3 separate regions of the Mus musculus genome follow, and all the other regions are linked to region 1. Evidence: chromatin contacts called from public Hi-C and targeted proximity ligation data. All regions are on one chromosome and are shown on one strand. The core of a region is the stretch at or near the end of the contact, and the rest is flanking DNA. Distances in the headings are between cores, read along the strand shown. Region 1 holds the start of Psat1 (phosphoserine aminotransferase 1). Region 2 overlaps Cep78 (centrosomal protein 78). Region 3 has its middle 56 kb from the start of Psat1.

What was found. A called contact is a pair of places that touch in the nucleus more often than the background predicts.
Region 2: a contact with region 1 is called in a Hi-C map of Th1 cells, with 2.0 times the contacts expected there. A contact is called at or near these places in 54 of 484 Hi-C or Micro-C datasets (the AML12 cell line, the BV-2 cell line, the C10 cell line and 28 more), 16 of 130 datasets of targeted methods (the 230-238 cell line, CD8 T cells, the G1E-ER4 cell line and 7 more) and 3 of 9 other capture datasets (adipose tissue, liver and pancreatic islet).
Region 3: a contact with region 1 is called in a targeted proximity ligation map of neural progenitor cells, with 2.9 times the contacts expected there. A contact is called at or near these places in 4 of 484 Hi-C or Micro-C datasets (brain, forebrain, nephron progenitors and 1 more), 7 of 130 datasets of targeted methods (CD8 T cells, embryonic fibroblasts, embryonic stem cells and 2 more) and 3 of 9 other capture datasets (adipose tissue, liver and pancreatic islet).

What each region holds. Positions count from the first base shown.
Region 1 is chr19:15,923,156-15,927,037 of GRCm38.p6, reverse strand. Psat1 (phosphoserine aminotransferase 1) reads left to right here and starts at 1,979. Exons shown (of 9, transcript NM_177420.2): 1 at 1,979-2,174. The coding sequence starts at 2,115.
Region 2 is chr19:15,963,432-15,967,274 of GRCm38.p6, reverse strand. The region is part of intron 11 of Cep78 (centrosomal protein 78); the gene reads left to right. Among named protein-coding and RNA genes, the nearest start is that of Cep78, 20 kb to the left of the region's middle.
Region 3 is chr19:15,866,602-15,870,813 of GRCm38.p6, reverse strand. No RefSeq gene overlaps it. Among named protein-coding and RNA genes, the nearest start is that of Psat1, 56 kb to the left of the region's middle.

The DNA of each region.
Region 1 (3,882 bases), core at 730-3,229:
GCCTCCCGAGTGCTGGGATTAAAGGCGTGCGCCACCACGCCCGGCTCCATATGTTCAACTCTTACAAGGAGAGGAAAGAAAGCTACTAAAGAGAGCAGAGAGGAGAGGAGAGGAGAGGAGAGGAGAGGAGAGGAGAGGAGAGGAGAGGAGAGGAGAGGAGAGGAGAGGAGAGGAGAGGAGAGGGACTGGGAGGGAGAGAGAAAGGAGGCAGTCTTATTGGGACAGTTGTACAGTGACAGGTTGAAGAGAAAACAAGCTAGATACAGGTAAAGACAGAACAAGCCAGGGAACGAGGAGCCAGGAGATTAGAGTAGGTTGCCAAGTTAGTATGAGGCCAAGCAGAGAATTTCAGGAGAGCTTGAGAAAGAAACAAGATAGAATCACCTGGCTTGAAGAGGAGTTTTGAGCCAGAACAGCGGAGTTGAACCAGCCAACAAGAATTTGGAAAGAGCCAGAAAATGTGAGCGTATTGAGCAGTAAATCTCAGAGGCTGAAAATTTTATGGGTCTAGATTAGATTATACAGAGGCCAGAAGCTTCCAGGACTAGGCCTAAGTTAAGCTCCAGACAACAGTTAAATCAGGTGAATAAAGTTTACCAAGTTCCTTTGTATAGTCCTGGCTGTCCTGGAATTTGCTCTGTAGATCAGGCTGGCCTTGAACTTAAGGCTTACCTCTACTTCTACCTCCCCAGTAAGACACCGCCTATCTCCAGCTATGTAAGTTTTTAAACTAAGGTGCTGAAGAAGGCCGTGGACCTGGCTTTATTCGGCCTTTTCTAACAATTTTGCTCTACTACTCCCAGACTCAAAGCAGTGTTTCTGTTCACAGCCACACCCCTTCTACAGGTTATGGGAAACAAACAAGAGCCCAAATGCTCAAAGGCTGAATTGCACGCCTGTCAAACTGAGGCCACAGATGCGGAGATCAGCATTAACGCTCAGTAGGCACGGTGCCTATTCCTGCCATCCATTGTACAAAAGAACTTGGGAAAATGTTTTCATAGTAAAGGAATCTGGGTGAAACTGCAAAGTAGAGGGAAAAATGCTTTTAAAATGTTCTGGACTTCAAAAGAACTACCCTAGCATAGAAGGGGCCTTCTTGTTCCAGAATCTCAAGCGAGCCTCCAGCACAACTCCTTTGAAAAGGGAACTTGTGTGGAAAAGTTTGAACAGATGTGGCACTGTGCCCAGCTCGGCTCAGGGCCACATTCCTCCGGCCCTGACTATATTGTGCTCCCGTTAATACCTCCTCACAACTTGAGGACCTCCTGCACAAGAGCCAACATTCAGGTTCCTGCTCCTCAGTTCATGAAAGAGATAATGAGAGAACAGAGACTCAGCGACTTGAAAGAGGCTGTCCGCGATGAGGGTGGGGGTGGCGGTAGGGGTGGGGTGGGGCTGCCCCCAAAGTTCGTAGCCACCCGTGGGGCAGTGAGCTAGAGCGCAAGTGCAAATACAAAGGCTTCGTATGTGATTTTTGAGACAGGGACCCTCCACGTAGTGTGGCTGGCCTCCACGTAGCTATCCTCCTGATTTACCCTGCTGGGATTATCAGGTGCACCAGGTCACAATCCTATGACCGCACTCTTCAACCATTTCTACACGCTGCACCTCCTTCTTTGAGTGTCCTGTCTCTACGTCGGAGTGTCTGTGAGGGTCTTAGGAAAGTCCGGTGAACAGTGGGGACTGGCTCTGGGACAAATGCAGCATAGCCCAGCTCAGCTGGAGGTGGGCCAGGAGCAATGGGTTTGCGCGCCACCTCGAAGTTGTTCAGAGGCCAGGGCAGGGGACTCTGCGCCCAGAGGTGCGCGAAGGCAGAAGGCACCTCGCCACGCGGGTGGCTGGTGCAATCCCCTGCTCTCTTGCGTTGACCGCTAAAGCCGATTGAAATTCTAAACTCCAGGAGGAGTTGATTGATCGTAGACTCCGATAGTGAGCGTGGCCAATAGGGAGGGGAGCTTCTGAGCGAGAGCCAATCAGTGAGCGGCCTGAGACAGCGAACCAATGGAGCGCCGACTCAGCAGGCTGAAGCCCGCTCTGCCTTTGCATCCGGAGACGCGGGCTGTTCGCGTGGTCTCTGCTCCTGCCACTTCCCCTGCTGTCGCCTTAGCACCATGGAAGCCACCAAGCAAGTGGTTAACTTTGGGCCCGGGCCTGCCAAGCTGCCACACTCGGTAAGGTGGCTGGGGTTTGGTCGGAGTGCGGGCATCGGGATGTGGGGCGTCGGGATGCGGGTGTTGAGATACAGACAGCGGTGAGCAGGGATGCCGCCGTGGAGAGATAGTTGCTGAGGCCGAAATGCGCTCCTGTGCACAGACGCGGGCGTTCACTTCCAGCCGGCCTCCTGGTGGCGTGGCCTCTGCGGCTCCCGCGTGCACAGGCGAGCGTAGGAGTGTGAATGAATGGGCGGTCGGGGCGGCACGTTTCCTTCCGGGGAGCGCAGGCTAAGCTCCGGGCGCTGGGAGCATAGTCCTCAGAACTCGGAAATTGAAAGCTGCCGGCTTCTCCCTCTTCGCCTCCACCGAACCCACCCAGCCCTTAAGCCTTTCTCCTGGAAACCTGCCTGTCTCCTCAGACTCTGAAAGGCTTTGGTCTGTTTGGCCAAGTTCCATTCACTTGATCGGTGTGTCATCCCGTCCCATCCTGCACGGGTTCCTCCCGCACCCCAGCTGTGCGGAATGAGATGCCTCTCGTGGCCGGGAGCCCATGGACCAGCTGTCCAAGCTGCTATCTGGTAACCGCTTGCCACAGCTCGCAGGCATGGCCAAGAATTGTACAATTATCTTTTGTTGAACCCTGGCGATCTCCCCGGGACACCACGGTCTCTGTTGGGGTAGAAACAGGATAGTGTGAGAGAGGGAAAGACGCCTTTCTTTTGTAGGGACAGCGACACAAGCTGAGAACAGGGCTTTTTCTGCAGCCATTGCAGTTCATCTTACATGACGGTCTTTGGTAGAACTGTGGGACCTTCTGGGAGATCTCCCCCACCCCCATCCCTCTCTGTTTTGGAAAGCTCTGGGTTTTTTGTTTGTTTGTTTGTTTGTTTGTTTTGTTTTGTTTTTGCCAGGTTAGGTAAGGCAGTGTCTCTCAGTACAGGCTAGCCTAGAATTTACTTTGTACCGCACGCTGGTTTTGAACTATTCCTGCCTCCACCTCCCAAGAGAGCAGTGTCTTACTTAGGGTTACTATTGCTGTGATGAAACACTGTGGCCAAAAGCAACTAGTGGAAGGAAGGGTTTATTTCACTCACAGTTCCCTATAACAGTTCATTATCAAAAGCAATGAGGACAGGGACCTGGAGGCAGGAGCTGACGCAGAGGCCATGGAGGGGCGCTGCTTTCTGGCCTGCTCTCCGTGGCTTTCTCAGTCTTTATAGCACTCAGGATCACCAGCCCGGGGGTGGCACCGCCCACAGTGTCAAGTTGACAAAAATAGTCAGCATGTAGGAATTACAGGCATGTGCGATTAACTTCAATGTAGTAAGCCTTCTTGATTTAGTTTCGAAGCTTTCAAAATTCATGTATGGGTGTGTCTGTGTGTGGGTGTGTGTACGCGCATGGGTCAAGTGCCTGAGGAAGTGACTTAGAGGTGGTTGTGAGCTAGCTGATGTGGGCTCTGGAGCTCCAACTGCAACTCCTGGAAGAGCAGTCTGTGCTTGTCCCAGCTGAGCCATCTCTTCCATGACTTCTCCGGCCATCATTTAAAGGAAGGCACTTGGAAAAATTCACTGCTGGAGTAAACCTCTTGTAAATCTTAAGCTCCAGGGTATCGGAGGTCTTCTGGCTTCAGAGGGTAGATGTACAAATAAATGAATACTAAGATAAATTAAAAAAAAGACTGAAAATAAGTTCAAAGATGGTTTCAGATAGTAGGGGGACGGGA
Region 2 (3,843 bases), core at 690-3,189, 40 kb before region 1:
TATTTATTTATTTATTTATTTATTTATTTATTTTTATGTATGTGAGTACACTGTTACTGTCTTCAGACACACCAGAAAAGAGCATCAGACCCCATTACAGATGGTTGTGAGCCACCATGTGGTTGCTGGGAATTGAACTCAGGACCTCTGGCAGAGCAGTCAGTGCTCTTTACTACTGAGCCATCTCTCCAGCTCTGAGCATGTTTTCAGGGCCTTGGATTGGTTTCCTTCTCCAGGAGTCTGAGAGAGAGCTTGGTCGGCTTGATGGGGTTGTTCTGCGTTGTTTTCCTTCTGGTTGTTTGAATGCTAGCGACTACACTGTATCCATGATGGGCAAGCTTGCTATCACTGGTCTGTGACCGAGCCCAGAGACAATACATCAAAATAGTCTAGTCACTGAGGAAGACCAAGGCTAGGAATTGCAACTAGAGAGCTTCTTGCTCCAGGTGTATTGAGGACCCTGGTAGTGTATATTCACTTGAGAATCAGCTAAAATGTGTAAGCCCACAGTAAAGACAGTAGAAGGGACCCTCACGTAAGCAAATGAAGGTGAGCGGGAAGAAGTGTAACTGATTCAGTACAACATGGGAAACCATCACTTAGAATTAGTGCTGGGGTAGCCTGCAGCTTGGAGGGAGCCTAACTTGTGCTCCTCTGTGCAATTGGAAATGGGACACGCCAGGAATTGCTTCCTGAGGCTCTGAGGTGGTGAGTTGTAGTCTTAGGTGGTCATTATGTGAGTATCCTCTGAGGACTTCATTCTGTGCATATTCTGGCATATCAGTATTCTGTGGCAAAAAGCCAGCCTCAGGCCGTGGCTGCCCTAGAGTGCTGAGTGTGCATGTGGGAACAGACTGTTTGATCATCAGCCTGTCTATGTAGTTGAATTCACATGTTCATTCATTTTGCACTGAGCAGTTGTGAGTTCATGCACTCTTGTGAGTTTGTATATGTGCTCATTCACTTAGTCACTGTGTGGATTCAGTCGATAAGGAAATCAGGACCCAGAGTTACAGAATTTGCTGGTTAATGGGTCAAGACTTTGCCCTTAGAGAATTTTCAGTTTTTAGAGGGGAAAAAAAAAATCAAAAACCAAAATTTAACTACTATTAAGCAAAGAAATGGAGAATAGAAAATGAGGGCAAGCTTCTCCACTTGTTCCTTTGAAGAAAACCATCTTCGTAGACACGTCTTACGCGGCCAGGGCTTCTCCCTTCATTCTTTACTGCCTGCTTTCTTTGTGCTAGGCATAGGAAGTGGCAGAATAAATGCTTCATAAAAGATGTTTCTCTTCTTCACACATCCCACAGTTTCCATGGGGAAATGAATCGTAGTAGATGTGACGTTTCAGAGTGATAGGCTGGCTTAGTTTGGTTTCCGTTGTTGCCACAAAACACTATGACCAAATAGTAAGTTGGGAGGAAAGGTTTTAGTCAGCTTACATTTCCATATTGCTGTTCACCACCAAAGGAACTCAGGCAGGGCAGAAACCTGGAGGCAGCAGTTGATGCAGAAGCCATGGAGGGGTGCTGCTTACTGGCTTGCTTTACATGACTTGCTCAGCCTACTTTCTTATAGAACCCAGGACTACCAGCCCAGGGATGACACTACCTATGATGGGCTGGACACTCCCACATTGATCATTAATTGAGAAAATGCCTTACAGCTGGATCTTATGGAGGCATCTCCTCAATTGAGGCTCCTTCTTCTGACTCCAGCTTGTGTCAAGTTGACATAAAACCATCCAGTACATTGGGTTTGTTACTGGAAGCAGTGTCAAATCCTAGACATGTGTCAGAAAGCTGTTAAGACAGAGGTTCATTTGGTACATACCTCTAAACCAGAAGACTGAGGCAGGAGGATGGAAAGTTTGAGTCCAGACTGAGCTACATAGTAGGCCCCTATGAAAAGAAGAGTGTTGAGAGGAGACACTTGATACAAATCTGACATTGTCTGACTCCCTCCACTAGGGGGAGAAGCTGTTTCATGTCATTGCACTTGGCTGTGCTGTGGAGAGCCAGTCAGAAATGGAGATGTCAAGCGATTGTCCATGATTGGGTGGGACCATGCAGCGATGACACTGTTTTGGCGTCACCCATGCCCCCTTTATTAGCCCCTCATTTGTGCCATATAAGTGAGTCCAGGAAGCTCACTGGCTTGCAGGGGAAAGACTCACTATAGGCTCCTTTCTCAAGCTGTGGTGCGTTAAATCAGTATGTGAATCATAAACACAGGAGTTTGCAAGGTCTTTCCATAAATGGATTTTATGTGCTGGTGAGACGGCTCATGAGTTGAAGGTGCCCACTGCCAAGCCTCATAACCTGGACTCCATCACCAGGATCTCCATATCCCATGGTGGAAGAGAAGCTGCGGTCTGGCCTCCATGTATGCACTGTGGCACACATGCGCCTCACGCACACAGCCAGCATGCCATGAAACGTAATGAACATTTTGTTTTAGTTCTAGGCACTGTTAGTCACGGCTGGCTCTGGAAAGGGCCTCAGCAGCTGAGAGCAGGTGGTGGTTTCACAGAGGACTGAGTTCAGTTCCTCCTGCTCTTGTCACGTGGCTCACAACCACCTGTGACCCCAGGTCCAGGGGACCCAGCGCCCTCTTCTCAGAAATCCATCCCCACATGCACACATAGAAGTTTTTTTTTTTTAAGCATTTTTAAATTAGATATTTTCTTCATTTACATTAGATCAGTCTTTAAAGAGAAAAGGAGTTTGATATGATCAAAGCATATTCAAACATCCAGTCTGAGTGTAAAAGTTTTCCATTGAGGAAATACTTTAAAGCAGTTTGTTGAGAGGTTTTGTTGACACACACTTAGATATTTTATATCTTTGTTTTCCTTAGGTATATAACATTTAAAAATATATTTTATGTATATGAATGTTTTGAGGACATGTATCACATGTGTGTCTAGTACCCAGCAAGGCCAGAAGAGTGACCAGATCCCTTGGAAACAGTTGTGAACTGCTATGTGAGTGCTAGAAATTTAGCTACTCAATGCTAAACTTAGCTATCTCAGTGGTCCCAAACTAAACTTTTAAGTTAAAATTCTGTGTTTAAGTAAATGTTCAGAAGCCTTTAAAATATAAACCCAGGGGCTAGGGCGTTAGCTCGGTGTTTAACTACTTGTCATTAAAGCTGTAGGTCTGTAGTTTGGATCAGAACCAGCATAAATGCAAGGTATGTGTGATGACTTGCCTGTACTTCCAGCCTCGGAATGCAGAGATGGAGAGCTAGCTGACTAGCGGGATCACCTATGTTTGTGAGCTCTGCATTTGATTAAGAGACCTGCCACAAGGAAAGGTGGGACAGTGAAGGGCAGTTCCCAACATCAACCTCTGGCCTCCGCATGCACATTCACGAGCACACACATGCGCGCGCGCACACACACACACACAGACACACGAATGAATGCACACACGCACTCACAAATGCAAAGCCAAGTGTTGGGCTCCATAGCTGTAACCCCAGCCTTCTCGAAGCTGAGGTAGGAGGATCCATGAGTAGAAGCACACTGTGAGGCTTTAATAGACACACGTTTTGTTTACTCTTACACAATCAACTACTCAGAAACGGTGCTTTATGAGAGTAGCAGACGCTTGTTTTACTCCTAAGCCAGGAAGTTGAATTTGTTGCTATGGGTTTGACAGCTTAACACAGTCTCCTTTTATGAGCTCACAGTTCTAACGTGAAAGTCCAGACAGGAATCCCTGCCCAGTCTCACAAAAACTGAGACCTTAGGGTAGGCCAGACTGTTGCCACCTGGCGGTGCTGGGAAGCAATCCTCTTCCAGGCAAGCTGGTGTTGGCAGAATAAATCGGCTCTTAG
Region 3 (4,212 bases), core at 39-2,538, 56 kb after region 1:
CGTACTGAAAAAAAAAATCATTTGTTGAAAAGAGGACTGCTGGGGGGGGGGTAGCAAGATGGCTCAGCAGGTAAAGTTGTCTACAGCCAAGCTTGATTACCTGACTTCTATCCATTTTACTCACAGGCTGGAAGGAGAGAGCCTGTTTCTGTCTCCTGACCTCCACATGTGTGTACTGGGACACACTCATGCCTCTGCCCCCTTCTTCAAATACATAAAATGAAAATTTAGAAGAAACACAACTTAGAGCTTGGAATAGGTCTGAATTCTGGGAAGGGTATTAGAGTTGTGTGGGGGAGCTTTGCAGGCAATTCTCAGCTCCATAGAAGCATTGCTCTCAGGCCACCCTTCCCACAGGCCGAGAGTAGAGTGTTAAGCCAGCTGTGATTGGCAGGCATGGGTCTTGCTCTTAAAACACCTCTGGACCCCTGTTTGTTTCTTTGACCTTGGCTGAGGACACAAAATGCTTACCTAGGATGACTGTATGTTCAAGAGTAGAAACATTCATTAAAGAGGCGCCACTGCGTATGCAAGGGACTCAGCCTATAAGTGAGATAGGCCTGGCTGGGCTTTGCTGATATCTGCAGTGTCCAGGCATCTTCCACAGGAGGAGAAACTTCCTGTAAAGCAGCTTCCCATTATGTGTGGCACATTGAGGACAAAATCAAGCTCCTTAGACATTCAGAATTCCCCGCAGATCACCGACTATTGCAAGAGGTCATAGCTGATTACCATACCACGAAGTCTGCGAGGGAATATTTAATTTTATGATTGAGATCCCTGGTACTTAGCAGGAAACCTCTACCCTCCCTTCTTTCTGAGGTTAATGCTTTCAAAAATCATTGCCCGATGAGCTCATGCAAATTCAGCCATCTCTAGAGTTGTCGAAGGAAAGTTTTTTAGACAAATTGCTACGCTCTTGCCACATGAATCCTCATACGATACAGGACTCCAGTAATACTTAAAGTTTCCAGGGAGTTTCATATTTTACTAAAAGGGGAAAAAAATCAATCTTGAATCTTTTAGTCCAGTGACCAAAGAATCACTTGATTGATTTTGTTCTGCTCTGCAGGTGAGCATGCAATCCGTCCCAATCTGTTCTTATTGGGTTTGAAGTTGACTTTTCCTGAGAAGTTGTAAATCAAGTGCTATGTGGATAATACTGTGATGCTAGGCCCTTGTTACAGCCACTTTATGCAGCGTATACAAACACCCCTAGGTACAGTTTCCTTCCAATGGTCTCTCCAATTCGGAGTTTATGTTTGCCACACTTGATTCTTCTTCTCGACAGCAGAGGGAGGCAAAGCTTTATGCAACCGAGCCGAGCCTTAGATCCAGGCTTCAGGAAAGAACTCACATAACAATGAATTCTGACAAGGGTGATATAGATCTGCACTTGCACACACACACACACACACACACACACACACACACACACACACGAACACAAAAGCACAATTTGCAAATGAGTTCATTTTATTTTCAGTTCTTAAACGTATCACTTTGAGAACCAAGAACAAGAAATCTGTAGAGGATGTGGGGAAGGCTTTTTCACTTTGATGAAATTTAGTGGTACCCTGAAACATTGGCTGGATAATATACAGAGTGCTTCATGGGCTGGGTGAATTAACACTCTAATCAGGCCCCATGGCTGAGTTCCAGCTAGTGGGCCCACAACTGATGGTATTTTTTGTTCTTCAGTCAGGGAAAAGCCAGAGCTACAGAAAGCTAGGGCAGTATGGATCCCAGCTGTGACTGATTTTAAGGCCTCCTAGGCAAGTGCCTTTCCTGGCTGCCCATCCACACAGGGTTGCAGCTGGGAGCTTGTGGCCTTTGTGGAAGGCTTCAGGGGGTGGAGAATTCATAGGCATTTATTCTAAGCAGCCAGCAACCTTGGCTAAACTCTTCCTCTCTATACTCTGTGGATCTGGAGGGGGCAAATGAAGAGATACAGCACCTTTGGATGGGCCATATGAAACTTTGAGTTGGTTTCACTCCAGAAATGAATTCACGAGGCAATCGAACACAACACCAAATACTTTTGGAAGCAGTCTTTGGGTGACTGGCGTGGGTGGAGCTTGCCTGCCATGGCCCCAAAATGCTACCTTGGACAAGACTCCTGACCTTCCCTGTTCTCTGTAGAATGGGGAGTGTAGTCTGATGTGCCACAGAGGCTGTTATGAATACCCAGTGAAATGTATCTTTGAAATGACCAAGAATTCTAAATCATGTATGTGGCAAATTGTGTCTGAGTTTGAGGTGGAATGAAATTTGACTGGGCCAGGAAGAGCCAAGGACTAGACTAGAGTGAAGCAGGCAGCGTGGCTGAGACCCAAAATTTAAGGAGGAGTATTCCCTTGCAGGCTGTTCTGCTGTCATCTCTGAGAGTAAGACCCTGCAAACCCATGCTTCCTTAAATGTTGTGCTCTAGACACTCTGCTTGTCTCAAGTATGATAACACTGGCCCCGATCAGGAGTAAACCCCTTGCCTGCTAACATTCCGAATGCAGTCCATATTAATCGTAGAGCAGTTCGTCTTTAGCTAACTTACATTTGCAGAGGCAAGCATGGAGAGACTATTTCTTGGGCTTACTTCCTTGTACTTTTTCATTTGTTTGCAACCTTAAGCTGGTCCTCTTGCCCCCATTTAATGGACAGTAGAGAAACATGTAAAAGAAAGAGATCTGACTCCCCGAACACACTGGAGGGCCCTCACACTTCATCGTGGAGTTGGAGTGATTCTCTTGCTCAACTGAAGATAAAATGTCATGTGACAAACACTTTGCTCCTGCTTTGCCCAAGCCTGGAGGTATTTGTTCTAGGATCTGTCTCTTTTGAAAACCAGAGGTTCCCCCCCCCCCAACCCCTGTTTCTGGTCTGCCCATCAATCTTTATTTATAATTTCTTATCTCATTTAGTAAGGCAGTTTGGGCAATAATCCATCTTTTGCAATCCCCCAGTCCAGGGCTGGGGTGCAGCCCAGAAGTAGAGTGCTTGTCCAGCATGCATGGCAGTCTGGGTTCCATCCCTGGCACAAGATGTGGGTGGGGCCACTCCCAACATAAGCGCCTTGCTCTAGTTAGTTCCATAAAAGAATCTGAGTGCTAAGAAAGCAGTCCTCAGTAAGGATGAGAGAGGGTGTCGACACCTCAGGAGCTCACTTTGCAAATATATACACACATGTGGGTATCTTCCTCAGCTCCTACTTCTAAGATGGGGGACACAGTGTAGCTGATGTATGTTAACTGGCTAATTTGACGTATCAGTGTGACCCAGGGATCTCCATTACTAGAATTTGGATGCTAACCTCATTGCCTTTGATGTCTGTCTACCTGTAGTCTACAAAGCTCTTCACTTCTACCTGTAGTCTACAGACCTCTGTGTTTCTACCTTTTCACACTTGCAAATCATCTACCGAGCTATGCATTATTTCCTTATATACCTACAAGCTTAAATGCTGGTCACAAAGGGTCGTGAGAAGGGATCTTGGGTACTGGACAGGAGGGAATATGTCCCCGCTGTTGTGTTAGAATGATCAATGTATAAATACTACTTTTTCTGCTTAAAGTTTAAGGGCCATTAAGTAAAAACTGGAAAAGCTATTTAGAAAACAATCCTCAGTAAAGCATTAGTGTTTGGGGAATACTAGCTCAGAATAATGAGGTGTCTGCTCCCCGCTGTGCCATGTAACAATCCTGCATCTTTGCCCTACTCCTAAGCAACCAACCTATGGTGATGCCAGGTCAATGCAGATGTAGCGCCACCCAGTGGCTCTCTGGGGAGGATGGATTTGTTTCTAGGACCATATGCAAAATCACTAGGCATCCTAGAGTGGGCAGTTTGCTGTAGGCAGAAGCCCTGGGTGAACAGCAGGGGAGATGCAAGGCAGTGACATTTCGGTTATTGTTAAAGTGACTCTGTGTGTTGCCACAGGCTGATGCCTGGGGCAACTCAGGCTACCGTTACTTTGGAATGAATTTGCATTTTATGTCTTACGGTACCTCCACATATTAGGACAAAGTAGTGGCAATATACCCGGAGCAAGTCATTCGCTGTTCTCTAGACAGTGCTTATATGACTTCGGGGACCTCTGCCATAACTCTGTGGTCCATAAGTTGGGAACCACTGAGATGGGATATTGGAAAGCTGAGTGCAAATGAAATCATTAACTCAATGTCAGGGGGAGCATGCTCTTTAAAAGAATCCTGGGGT